Regions from separate parts of the Sus scrofa genome. Here region 1 is linked to region 2. A link is a contact called in public promoter capture Hi-C data. All regions are on one chromosome and are shown on one strand. The core of a region is the stretch at or near the end of the contact, and the rest is flanking DNA. Distances in the headings are between cores, read along the strand shown.

Region 1 (6,584 bases), core at 3,433-5,932, 100 kb after region 2:
TCAGCTACTGGCAAGGTGGACTCAACTCCATCAGCCCACCTCCCAGGCAGCACAGGAAATGCATCAAGAGAGCATGGAACCAACAGCCACCACAATTCCAAGCGCAGGAAAATCATGAACATCTTTTAAAAGCTACTTCAAAATACAAACATCAAGCAGGTTAAAATTTAGTTCAAGGTCTTCCTGAAGTTCTAAAGAATTTTGTAAATATAAAATGCCAAATGAGTAATATTTAAAATCTATTTATAATATTTAGGGAGTATATCTATCTTTTAAAACATGATGCAAATACTATAAAATTGATCTGTTTTATTTTCTCTAGATTCTCACTCCCATATATAGGCCTTTTATATAAAGTCATTTTCCTGAGACAAATTGACATGGTACACATCACTTGTTATTAACTGAAAATTCACTCAATCCCTGTAACCAGATGTTTGATAGCACAGACTCCACTTTAAAATTAACTTTAAAGAAAACATGAAAATGGAGATAAATCTAATTTAAAGAACACTACAATTTCTTAAAGGCTACCTATCATGTTTTAGGAAGACATGCTTCAAAGCCCATTTGGTTCAAAGGAGTATATTTAAAAGATCTGACAAGATGACAAAAAATCAGAAGTGTAGCAAAAATAAATCACATGTGTACATAGAACCAGGAAATGAAAAGGCCAATGGTTTATTGCTAACCGAACACTGGAAAACAAAACAAATATCCATCTGAAGTACAGACTAAGTATAATGGGTTCAATTAAACAAAGTGACAATTTCTAAAGTTTCAGACATTAAGTGTCTTTAAATGAGTAATCTTTTAAAGAGGACAAATGTCCATGGCCAATGATAAAATGTTTTAACTGAAATAACTGACTAATTCATTAAGATTCTTTTTTTTCCCCCTTTCTTTTTACAGCTGCACCTGTGGCATATGGAAGTTCCCAGGCTAGGGGTGGAATTGGACCTGCAGATTGCTGGCCTACACCACAACCACAGCACTGCCAGATTCAAGTCACATCTGCAATCTATACCACAGTTCAAGGCAATGCCAGATCCTCAACCCACTGAACAAGGCCAGGGACTGAACCTGCATCCTCATGGAGACTACGTTGGGTTCTCAGCCTGCTGACCCACAATGGGAACTCCAAGACTCTACAGATACCAGGATGAAAAAGTAATCCCCTTGCTTCCCAGGTAAGACTTCTGCAGACAATTATTTCACTGTACCAACTGAACTGCATTTAGAATTTTAAAATAGCCTCACTAATTTCAAACACTGAAATGGGGTACTAATCTCAGGTTGCACTCTATTCTAAGGGTTTTTTTTTTTTTTTGCTTTTTAGGACTGCACCCATTGCATATTGAGGTTCCCAGGCTAGGAGTCGAATGGGAGAGCTGCAGCTGCCGGCTTACGCCACAGCCACAGCAATGTGGGATCCAAGCCGCCACATCTTTGACCTATACCACAGCTCAAGGCATCAAGGGACCCTTAAACCATTGATGGAAGCTGGGGATCGAACCTGCAACCTCAAATCTAAGATTTCCTATTTTAAAAGCCAGAGACAATAATGGTGCTTTTATTGGAATGGTTTTCACTTTATTCAGTAATACTTTTGTCCTGCTCCTCAGTTGACTCCCTCCAAACTCTGGCTGAGCTGCACCTTCTCCCTGAAGACAGAATGGCTACTGGACACAGATAAAGCTGGTCAGGTGTCAGTAAAAGATGCAAACACACACCTACACAGCCTCTTCCTGTGTCGGTCTTTATCTCATATTTCTTCCCTGATTATTTTAGATTTATATTTTCCTTTTCTTTGGAGTCTTCAATGTATGCCTATGAATAACAGGAAAAAAAAAAAAAAAGCAGACTTGGGATGGGGACATCATCAAGAAAACAATTAACAGATTTAGTTTCTGGCAGATGGTGCCTTGTCAGAATATTCCCAAATCAAAATAATTTCAACTCACATACATGTTATGAAGACAGAAACAGACTCTCATTCCATTCACTTCCCACACTGGGGTGCTTTGGATGAAACACGGCCCAAGGAGAGAGCAGCACGGAGGAGCCAGGGGAAGCCTCACTCAGCAGGGCCGACGCCGGCACATCAGAGCCCCTGCCTCTGTCAGAGGAGCAAGGATAGTCCCCACCACCACCTGACAGCATGAAGTACTACAAAAACATACAATCCTGTTCGAGGTCCCGAGAGTAATCTAGTGATTATTTTAACTCCACCCCAAGGCAGGATTTTTAAGTTTCTAGAAACGTTCACTGCCTGAGAACCACCTCTGATGTGGTCAGGATGAGCCTTGCTGATGACAGCAATGACAGAGACAGGGTGACTCCAGCTAGGTGAGCCCAGCTCTGGTCTGGTACTTTACACATACCTCGCACACCTGTGTTCCAGGAGAAATGCTATCACTCTTCAGATTCTCAAAAGGCCCTGTGATGAACCTCTGCAGATCTGAGATCTCAAATACACAAAACACACAAGACAGAAAACTACTCCCAGCTGGGAATTTGTCAGAAGATTGTTTTCTCAGCTGATTGGTGAGTTTACTGTATTGGGTTACTCAGACTTGCGGGACTGATCAACACACTGTACATGAAGTCTCATTAACTGCTGTGACAGCCACTGGCCTGTCTGGGCCCTGGCGGCCTTTTCTGAGCAGTCAGAGGAACAGAACAGCATGGAGAGGAGTTCTTTCCCTCAGGGATTTTCTACACAGTGAAACACCAGCATCATGCTGCACCTTCATCATTTAGCTGACGGATTTACAGGCTCATTAGTGCCCAAGCAATGGTCAGGTAAGACTTGACTTCAAAGCCATGCTAACAGCATAGTAGTGTGTTAAACACACCAGCACAGCGAGCCCCTCCCTTCTAAAGGAGGCCAAGCAGATGGCTCCAGTGGAGGATGCAGCCTAGGCCACCCCGCCTGCATTCAGTGGGCAGGTACTGGCAGGCGAGCAGTAGGCTGAGGACTAGGCTCTACCTCCCAAGATGACAGAGACATAGATGGAGAAGGAGGCTCCCCGCGGTTGGGGAGGAGGTGGTTCTATCCTGGTCATTCGCTTCTGTGTGAATGGAGCAGAAGAGGCTCAACAACCAGAGGTCACTCAGTCCACAGGGGGAGTAGCAGGATGAGAGTGGGCAGAAAGGGAGCACTCAGGGCATACTGTGGCCTCCACAGAGGTAAGGTAAACAGGAGCCACTACAACAGGAGTCGGGAATGCTCGCCTGCCCCAGGTTCTGTTCCTGAAAACAACCACATGTATATACACCTTTGCACACAGCACTGGTAAACTTAGAAAAATATGAACTGACGAGCTCATACACTTCAAAGAAGAAAAAAAGTCATGCTACATGGTTAAAACAGAGGTACCCACAGCAAAAGCCTATTGTAGGAGGGTGTACTACTACTTTGCACACTGACCTACTTGTGCCAAAGCTGCACCCCCCTTCCTAAGCTTGATGCAGAACTACACTAGGTATTACAGGCAACGTTTCACGGGGTCTAACTAGGATCTAAAGAAGTGCACACCTCCCAACAGTTATTACCACGACAACCAGCATGGAGCATGTCTGATTCCTCCTGTACTCGCTATAGACCCATGTTTTCCTAATTTACAAACGTGCAATCCTATCACAGAAAAAAGAAGGGAACACAACCGTTTTCTAAAGAATTCAATTTTGGTAGTTGAGAACTTTAAAAAAAAAAAAAAAAAACCCAGCCGCCTCTGATTATTAAGTCACAAGTAGTGACTATCGTCTGACCTTAGAAAAACATGCAGACACACAACAGTGGGCCTTACATTCTAAAGCTCTCCCCAAGTGCATCCCGTTCAACTGCAGCCTCAGAGACTTTTCCTACCCAGTTCCCAGCTCAGGACCCCCTCCTGTCCCCGGCCCTTCTTCCCTCTCCCGGCCCAGAACCTCTTTCCAACCCGGCCGCCCCGCCCGGCCCGGCCCCGTCCTCCCCTTCCCACTCACCCGGGGACCACCACCTGGCCCGGCTGCGCGCACAGTTCCCGAACCACACCAGCGCGCTCCGACCTCAGTCTGCGTTCGGTACGCACGCAGCTCCCAGAGCTCGCGCGGGCAGGAGCGGGCCCGGCGGGCTGCGCGGAGGTTGCGGCCTCGCACACAGCCAGCACCGAGCCGATGCGTACGGCTGCGCCCGCCGCCACCTTCCACTCGAGTAGGCGCAGCGGCCCGGGGCCGGGACAGCGCACCTCGGCCACCGCCGGCGGCGGGGCGCCCTCGGTGGGAACGCGGCCGCCGGGCGGCGCCTCCATCGCAGCTGGGCGGAGTTGCTGTGGAAAAGCGGCGGCGGACGCTCAGGGCCCGGCGCCCATCGCGGGCTGGCGGGCGACCCAGGCCCAGGCGGAGGTGGCGGCAGCTGCGGAGCACCGATTCTCTCCCCGGCACCGGCTCCCACCCGCCGCCCGTTCCCCGCCGACTTCCGGGACAGCGTGCGATGTCACGTGCCGCCGCGTGCGTGCGCGGATGCACTGAGGACCCGAGTTAAAAACCACGCCCACGCGGGGCCCTAGAGGTCCTGCACCAGCCACGGGCAGTGAGCCCCATCCTAGAACTACACCTATGGGGCTGATTCCGGTGGAAACAGTGTTCTTAGTCCCCATCCGTCCCACGAACACCAGCGTCTGGGATCGCGGGTCCCAGCATACAACGCGCACCCCCCCCCCCATCAAACGCTGAGGTTGGACGTCGTGGTGGGACTACAATTCCCGGCGTGCAATGCGCCCCTCTGTGTCACGAGTTCCCATCAGGCACAGCGGCTGGGGCTTACAATGAGAGTCTGTATCCTGCAGTTCCCCTGGGCTGCTGAGATCCAGTATACTGAGAACTAAAATATCGGTATGCACGGTGCTTGGCTGTCTCACAGTCCTCCATTTGCTGAAGTCTTGGGGGTGTCTTTGGACTACAAGGCTGAAGTCCCGGCATGCAACTTGCCTCTGTCCCAGAAACACCGTCAGGCTCTGCGGTCCCAGCATGCAACGCGGGGCGCTGACCCACGACTCCTCTCGCTGGCGTTGAGGCTGGCTGCCTGTGGGACTGCAAGGCCTAGGGTGCGCCACCGGTGCGCTGCTGTCCCATGGGTTCCAGTGGGGCGTTTGGAATTCCGGCATGCCACGCGGGTTTCGTGGAGCTGCTGTCCTAGCATGCGGAGCGCGGTTGGGATTTGGAACCTGGTGGGCGCCAGGTTCCCTGCATCCCCCAAGAGTGCCTGTTTTGGGGTCTTCTTTGGTTCCGACCCTCCCCGCACTGTCCCAGCCCTCTTGCCCTGGTGCCCGCCTGGGGAGACTGGAACCACCTGGAGACCAGCCTTTGGGAGGAGTGGACGTGGTGGACTGCGGCTGCCCTCAAGGTCTTTCTTGATTCGATTTTTGAAGAGCTGCACTCTCTGGCGGGAACTGGACAGAAGCACCTGTCCCAACAACAGAACCCTTAGGTGCATGAAGCAGAAACTGATGTAATTTAAGGGAGGCAGACAACTCAACAGTAGTATGTGCATAACTATGTTGTACTTTGCTTTATTTCACTTTGTGGATACTGCATTTTTTCACAAGTTAAAGGTTTGTGGCAGCCCTGTATGGAGCCAGTCTATCGGCACCATTTTTTTGTAAAAGCATTTGCTCATTTCATGTCTGGGTCACGTTTTGGTATTTCTCACAATATTTCAACTTTTTAATTATTATTTGTTATGATTATCTGTGATTAGTGATCTTTGATGTTACTATTATAATTGTTTTGGGGGTATGCCCTGGTAAGATAGTGAACTTAATTGGTAAATGTTGCGAGTGTTCTGATTGCTGCACTGACCAGCCTTTCCTCCCATCTCGCTCCCTCCTCTCTGCCCTCTAAGTGTAATTAGGCAGATTAATAAACCATAATGGCCTCTAAGTGTTCAAGTGAAAGGAAGAGTCGCACATCTCTCACTTTAAATCAAAAGCTGGAGATGATTAAACTCAGTGAGGAAGGCATGTCAAAAGCTGAGATAGGCCGAAAGCTAGGCCTTTTGCGCCAAACAGTTAGCCAAGTTGTGAATGCAAAGGAAAAGTTCTTGAAGGAAATTAAAAGTGCCACTCCAGTGAACACACGAATGATAAGGAAGCGAAACAGCCTTATTGCAGATATGGAGAAAGTCTTAGTGGTCTGGATAGAAGATCAAACCAGCCACAACATTCCCTTAAGCCAAAGCCTAATCCGGAGCAAGGCCCTAACTCTCTTCAACTCTATGAAGGCTGAGAGAGGTGCGGAAGCTGCAGAGGAAAAGTTTGAAGCCAGCAGAGGTTGGTTCATGAGGTTTAAAGAAAGAAGCCGTCTCCATACCGTGAAAGTGCAAGGTGAAGCAGCAAATGCTGATGTAGAAGCTGCATCAAGTTATCCAGACCTAGTTAAGATAATTAAGGAAGGTGGCTACACTAAACAACAGATTTTCAATGTTGATGAAACAGCCTTATATTGGAAGAAGATGCCATCTAGGACTTTCATCGCTAGAGAGGAGAAGTCAATGCTTGGCTTTAAAGCTTCAAAGGACAGGCTGACTCTTTTGTTAGGGG
Region 2 (6,679 bases), core at 3,664-6,163:
AGAAAATAGTTTCAAACAGTGCAACTGACAAGTGCTTAATCTCCAAAATATACAAACAACTCATACAACTCAACAGCAAAAAAAAAAAAAAAAAAAAATCCAGAAAGGGTAGAAGACCTGAATAGACATTTCTCCAAAGAAGACATACGGAGGGCCAACAGGCACATGGAAAAATCCTCTACATCACTGATTATTAGAGAAATGCAAATCAAAACTACAATGAGGTGCCCCTTCACACCAATCAGAGTGGCCATCATTAGTACGGCTACAAATAAATGCTGGAAAGAGTGTGGAAAAAAGTTTACCCTCCTACACTGTTGGCGAGAATGTAAATTGGAACAACTACTATGGAAAAAGGTATGGACGTGCCTCAGAAAACTAAATATAGAGCTACCATATGATCTACCAATCCCACTCCTGGGCTATATCCAGGCAAAACTTTCATTGAAAAAGAAACATGCCCCGTGTGTTCATTACAGCACTATTCACAATAGCCAAGACATGGAGACAACCTAAATGCCCACCGATGGATGAATGGATTAAGAAGATGTGGTATGTATACATAATGAAATACTACTCAGCCATAAAAAAGAGCAATATAATGCCATTTGGAGCAGCACGTATGGAACTAGACACCCTATTACTAAGTGAAGTAAGTCAGAAAGAGAAAGACAAATATCATGTATCACTTGAATCTGATATATGACACAAATGAACCTGTCTACATAAAAGAAACAAACTCATGGACGTGGAGAACAGACTTGTGGTTGCCAAGGGGAAGAGGGGAGGAAGTGGGAGCGAGTTTGAGGTTAGTAGATGCAAATTATTGCACTTGGATTGGATAAGCAATGAAATCCTGCTGTATAGCATAGGGAACTATATCTAGTCACTTGTGATGGAACATGATGGAGGATAATGTGAGAAAAAGAATGTGTATATATATGTGTGTGTATGCGTGTATGTATAACTGGGTCACTTTGCTATACAGCAGAATTGACAAAACATTGTAAATCGACTAATAAAAACTTAAAAAAAATAATGTTCATCAACAGATGAATGGATTAAGAAGATGTGGCATATATGCACAATGGAATACTACTAAGCCCTAAAAAGAACAAAATAATGCCATTTGCAGCAACATGGATGGAACTAGAGACTCTCATAATAAGTGAAGTAAGTCAGAAAGAGAAAGACAAATACCGTGTGATATCACTTATATCTGGAATCTAATATATGGCACAAATGAACCTTTCCACAGAAAAGAAACTCATGGACTTGGAGAACAGACTTGTGGTTGCCAAGGGGGAGGAGGAGGGAGTGGGATGGACTGGGAATTTGGGGTTAATGGATGCAAACTATTGCATTTAGAGGGAATAAGCAATGAGATCCTGCTGTATAGCATAGAGAACTATGTCTATCACTTATGATGGAAGATGATGGAGGATAATGTGAGAAGAAGAATGTATATATATATGTGTGTGTGTGTGACTGGATCACGTTTCTGTACAGTAGAAAACTGACAGAACACTGTAAACCAACTATAATGGAAAAAAATCATTTAAAAAATAAATACATAAAAAATAGACACCATTGGCACAGTGAAAAGGCAAACCCACAGAGAAAGAGGGGAAATAGTCACTGTAGTTTTATCTCACAAGGACTCATCTCTAAAAAAATACAGAGCTCCTACAAAGCAGTTAAAAAAAAAAAACCAATTAAAAAATGGGCAAAACTCCCAAACATGTAACAAAAGTTAACCAAATGGATAATAAATATATTTTTTTAATTTTTTTTTTTACCATTCCCACAGAATGCAGAAGTTCCTGGGCCAGCATTTTGTTGGCCAGGGACAGTAGTGTTGTAGACACAGTAGTGACAACACCAGATCCTCAACCATTAGGCTTCCAGGGAACTCCAATAAGTATATTTTTAAAAATTCTCAGAGTTCTTGTCGTGGCTCAGCAGAAACAAATCTGACTAGCATCCATGAGGACACAGGTTCTATCCCTGGCCTCACTCAGTGGGTTAAGGATTCTGCGTTGTGGTAAGCTGTGGTGTAGGTCGCAGACACAGCTCGGATCCCGAGTTGCTTGGCTATGGCTGCGACCAGCAGCTTCAGTTTGGATTCGACCCCTAGCCTGGGAACCTCCATATGCCATGGGTGTGGCCCTAAAAAGACAAAAAAAAAAAAAAAAAAAAAAAACTCAACTATGTTAGTAATTAGGGACATAGAATGAAAACTAGAATGGTAAACCACTGCCAACCTACCAGAATGGCTAAAATAAAAAGACAGATAATACCAAATGCTAGTAAGGAGTACAAACTGGTACAACCCCTTAGGAAAATTAGTACTATCTACTTAAGCTGAAAGTACCTAAACTATTTACTGAAACCAAATAGTCCAGCAATTCCAATTCCAAGTATGTTAGTATATGTGTTCATTTAAAGATACAATGTTAGTAGATGCACTGTTTATAATAGTGCCAAGTTAAAAATTACCCACATGCTCATCCATCAGTGGCAGAATAGACAAATTGTGAAGTATTTACACAATGAGAATAAGTGAACTACAGCTACACACAAACATGTTAAGCAAGAGGCACATGAGGTACAATTTCATTTTGCATAAATACAAAACTAGGCAAAGCCAATCTATGCAAGATGTTAGATTAGTGGTTACAGTGGAGGCAAGGGTGTGGCTGGCAGAGAGCAAGAGGGTGCTTCTGGAATGTGTAATGTCCTCTTCTTGATCTGGATGCCAGTTGCTTGGGTATGTGTGGTTTGCAGTGTGCTGCATGTATATCACACTTCAATACAAAGTTCAAAAGGAATCCATTCCAGAAGAATTGGAGAGCTAAATGTGAAAAGTGTTGAGCCTCTGGTAGTTAGCATAGAAAAATATTTTGGAGATGAGGGAAAATGTCTCAAGACACATGTGCACACACACATAAATTGAACATAAAAATAAAATTCTGGTCATTTAAAAACACTGTTAACGGTGGAAAGCTCAGTAAGCAGAATCTAGATAACGATACCTAGGTTCCAGACCTAGATAACCATAGTAAAACTCCAAAAGAGGGAGTTCCCTTCATGGCTCAGCGGTTAACGAATCCGACTAGGATCCACGAGGATGTGAGCTGGATCCCTGGCCTTGCCAGTGGGTTAAGGATCCAGCGTTGCCATGAACTGCGGTGTAGGTCACACACATGTCATGGATCTGGCATTGCTGTGGCTGCAGTGTAGGCTGGCAGCTGTAGCTCCGATTCACCCCCAGCCTGGGAACTTCCATATGCTGAGAGTGCAGCCCTAAAAAGCAAACAAACAAAAAAAGACCAAAGACACCATTGTCAATGGGGAGGGCCTTCTCAGCCAAGAATTTCTTCCTCCAAAGTCTCTTATTTAATTGGACCATTTGAAAGCTCAGGATGGGTTGGCAGATTGTATTGTTTTTGTTTTTTTGCAAAATAGGCGAGGCAGTCACATTTCTTATCCTTCTGATTAAAATTACAGCCCAGATTATGATTTTGGTGATTTGGGAAATAAGATGTTTTCTTAAACAGACCAAAATGTACTAAAATTTGTGTTTTGCAGCTTGATGATGTATACGAGGACAGTATTTTGGCTTCCTGTGAGGTGTTTGGTATTTAGGAAGTTTAAACTACTACCCCCCAAAAAAGAGTAAAAGGCAAGCCATATAGTATGCTCACACTCAGAATATATAAAGAAATCTTAAAAGGAATAAGAAAAAAGAAAACCCACTAAGAAAAAAAATGGGAGAAAGACTTGAATGGGCACTTTGTAAAAAAATATCAGAATGGACAATATGCTTAACTATTATTAGAAAAAAGCAAATGAAAGCAATAGTGCACTGGTACTCACCAGAATTGCTAAAATTATGAAGACTGACAGTGCAAATGAGGTTAATGTTGGCAAGTGATGGAAACCCTTACACACCACTACAGTGTGGAAATGATTCCAGCCTCTTGGAAGTTATCATCAGGCAGTACCTATCAATAATACCACACACTTTGTCTCCTTAGTTTCACTCCTGGAAAAGTTCAGGCACAGGTGCATGCGATCCACGTACAACAAAATTCATAGCAGCATTATGCAGACTAGCCCCAAGCTGGAAACAAACCTAATGTCCATCGACAGCGAAATGGATTGTTATGGTGTAAGAGACGCAATAGAATTCTATACAGCAGCAAGTAAGCAAATCATTGCTGCCTGCAACCTGGATGGATTTTAGGCATGACACAGAGCCAAAGAAACCAGATACAAAAACAGATTGCATCATTCTCTTTATATAAAAGTAAGCAAAACTAATCTATGGTGACGGATTCGTAGTTCCCTTTGGGGAATGAAGGAGTCTCCGAATTTCAGGACCCCAGCAGCAGCCACCCAAATGTGCTCACTCTGTGGGCATTTGTCATGTTGCAGACTTTAGATCTGCACACTTCCTGTGTTATCAGGCTTCAGCATGAATATCTAATTGTCTAGAGAGGGCAGGCCTGACTGCAAACTAGACCAGTGCGGAAGACCCAGGCTTGGTCTTCATGGTGTCACCCGGATGCCAAAGCCCGGGACCCATCACTGAATCCCATGGGCGGAGTGAAAGCAGTCACTGCCTCCCTTTCACCTCTAGGTGTCCTGACGCACGCGAAAGTTCCACTCGTGGGCTTTCACTCTTTATTAACTTGCGGACACAAATATCTGGACTCGGGGGCACTGCAGGCCGAAGCTGCACAAGAGGAACGAACTCAGAACCAGATGCGCCGCGGAGAGCGCGGGAGCTAAAGCCCAAAAGCTGTGCCCGAGCCCGGGGGCGGGGCCGATCACGGAGGAAATGGCTCCTCGATTGATTAGGCCTGGGAGCCGCGCTGTTAGCACACGCCGGAAGCGATTGATGCTGCCTGGCGGCGGGCGCGGGGTACGCCGGGACGTCGGTGCGGCGGGAGGAGCGGGAGACACTGCAGGCGGGAGGCGACAGGATGGTGAAGCTGACGGCGGAGCTGATCGAGCAGGCGGCGCAATACACCAACGCCGTGCGGGACCGCGAGCTGGACTTGCGAGGTGAGTCGGGCGGGGGCGGGCGGCCCGGCCTCCCCGCCCGCTCGGCGGCCTGCGCCCGCCGCGTGCGCGAAGGGCGGGAACGTGGCCTGGGGCGTGCGTCCCGGTTCCTACCCCGGCTGAGTCCCGCTGTCGTCGGCGAAACGCCGACCCTGGACTCCTTCGAGGCTCTCCTTAGCCCAGCCCCCACCGCCCGGGACCGCCTCGATGCTTGGGTCAGACCGCGGGGCCGGTGCCGGGCCTGCCGAGTGACCTGAGCCGTTGGGGGGCGGGGAAGTACACGCCTGCGGGGTGGGCTGAGCCGTTGGGGTGCTGAGCCGTGTTTGTGATCCTCGTGCGGACCGAGATACGGTAAAGTGAAGTCATGAGAATATAGGTTGGGTATGGGACGGAGGAAGTGAAGTCCGGAGCAAAAGCGATTTTTTTTCCCGGCTTTTCCTCCTCCTTAGCTTCAAGGATCTATTTCCCTTTTGCCAAAACCTTTCAAAGAGCAGACTGTTTCAGCCACGCTAGGGCTGCCGGATGTCTTGCGTCTATAAGGGAGGCGGAAGTCCTCCAGACTATTAGATTCCTGTGGCAACTCGTCTGCATAGTAGGAGAGGCTTTAGAAAGGGTGTGAAGGACGACTTCTCCGGGGTTAAGTGTTGGCTTGAGATCCACCCCCACGGGGGAGAACACCGTCTCAGGAGCAGCACTGCTGCGGGCCCTGCTTTCTGCTTGCTTTTTTGTTTGCTGACATAGTACTTTCGTTTTGTTGAAATTAAATATCATAGGTTCGACTCAAGAGTAACCCACCGCTTTCATACTCTTGGCACAGGCTGATGTCTGCCTGAGTTTGAAGTGCATCCGGTGTTGAGAATGCTCGTTTTGGTACAGCACTTAACTTTGAGCCTTTAGAGCTCTGAAATGTGTACTTATTTAACCTTGCCTAGGTTAACTTCTTTTCTTCTCCTAGCACCTAAGACAATAATTATGCCCCTAGAAGACAAATCAGTGAGCGTTTGAGTGAGTTGTTCACAAGGTGATTTACCATTGTGTACAAATTGACCTTCAACTCTGGGTTGGGCCTCTGGGAGGTGAGAGAAGTGGGAACTGTCATGATACGAAGATATCCAAATGAGTTCTGGGAATCTGACCTGTGGAAATGCAAAAAAGGTTGGGAGCTATTACTGTCCACAATACGTGGACAAGGCTTGGACACTGACAGTAGGCAGCTCACAGTGTAAAGTCCTGTTAGGCCACTTCATTAGCTTTGGGGCCTTGCTTAGAACAATACAAGGCACCTTGTAAGTATACTTGGAAATGTTAGCTACCTATTAGTATTACTGTTAGCGAGTATTCTCATCTTTATTGCCCTTGTAATCAACCAGTGCTTTGGCAGTGTTTGGCACAGCATAGGTGCTAGATAAACAACTTTCTGATTGAATGAAAGCTTTGAGTCCAATTACCATGAAATGCTGCTAATGTTTCCTTGTGTGTTTTTTCCCTCCTTTCTCCAGGGTACAAAATTCCTGTCATTGAAAATCTAGGTGCTACCTTAGACCAATTTGATGCCATTGATTTTTCTGACAATGAAATCAGGAAACTAGATGGTTTTCCTTTGCTGAGA

The links. Promoter capture Hi-C pulls out the DNA fragments that hold promoters and counts their contacts.
Region 1: a promoter capture Hi-C map of liver shows a contact between it and region 2, with 2.0 times the contacts expected there. The contact joins the promoter of CTDP1 here to the promoter of SNRPA1 in region 2. A contact is called at or near these places in 1 of 5 promoter capture datasets (liver), 2 of 47 Hi-C or Micro-C datasets (heart right ventricle and liver) and 1 of 2 datasets of contacts at active chromatin or transcription factors (alveolar macrophages).

What each region holds. Positions count from the first base shown.
Region 1 is chr1:145,806,991-145,813,574 of Sscrofa11.1, forward strand. CTDP1 (RNA polymerase II subunit A C-terminal domain phosphatase) reads right to left here and starts at 4,683. Exons shown (of 13, transcript XM_005660586.3): 1 at 3,991-4,683. The coding sequence starts at 4,295.
Region 2 is chr1:145,702,480-145,709,158 of Sscrofa11.1, forward strand. SNRPA1 (U2 small nuclear ribonucleoprotein A') reads left to right here and starts at 4,914. Exons shown (of 9, transcript XM_001925349.7): 1 at 4,914-5,073; 2 at 6,570-6,679. The coding sequence starts at 4,992.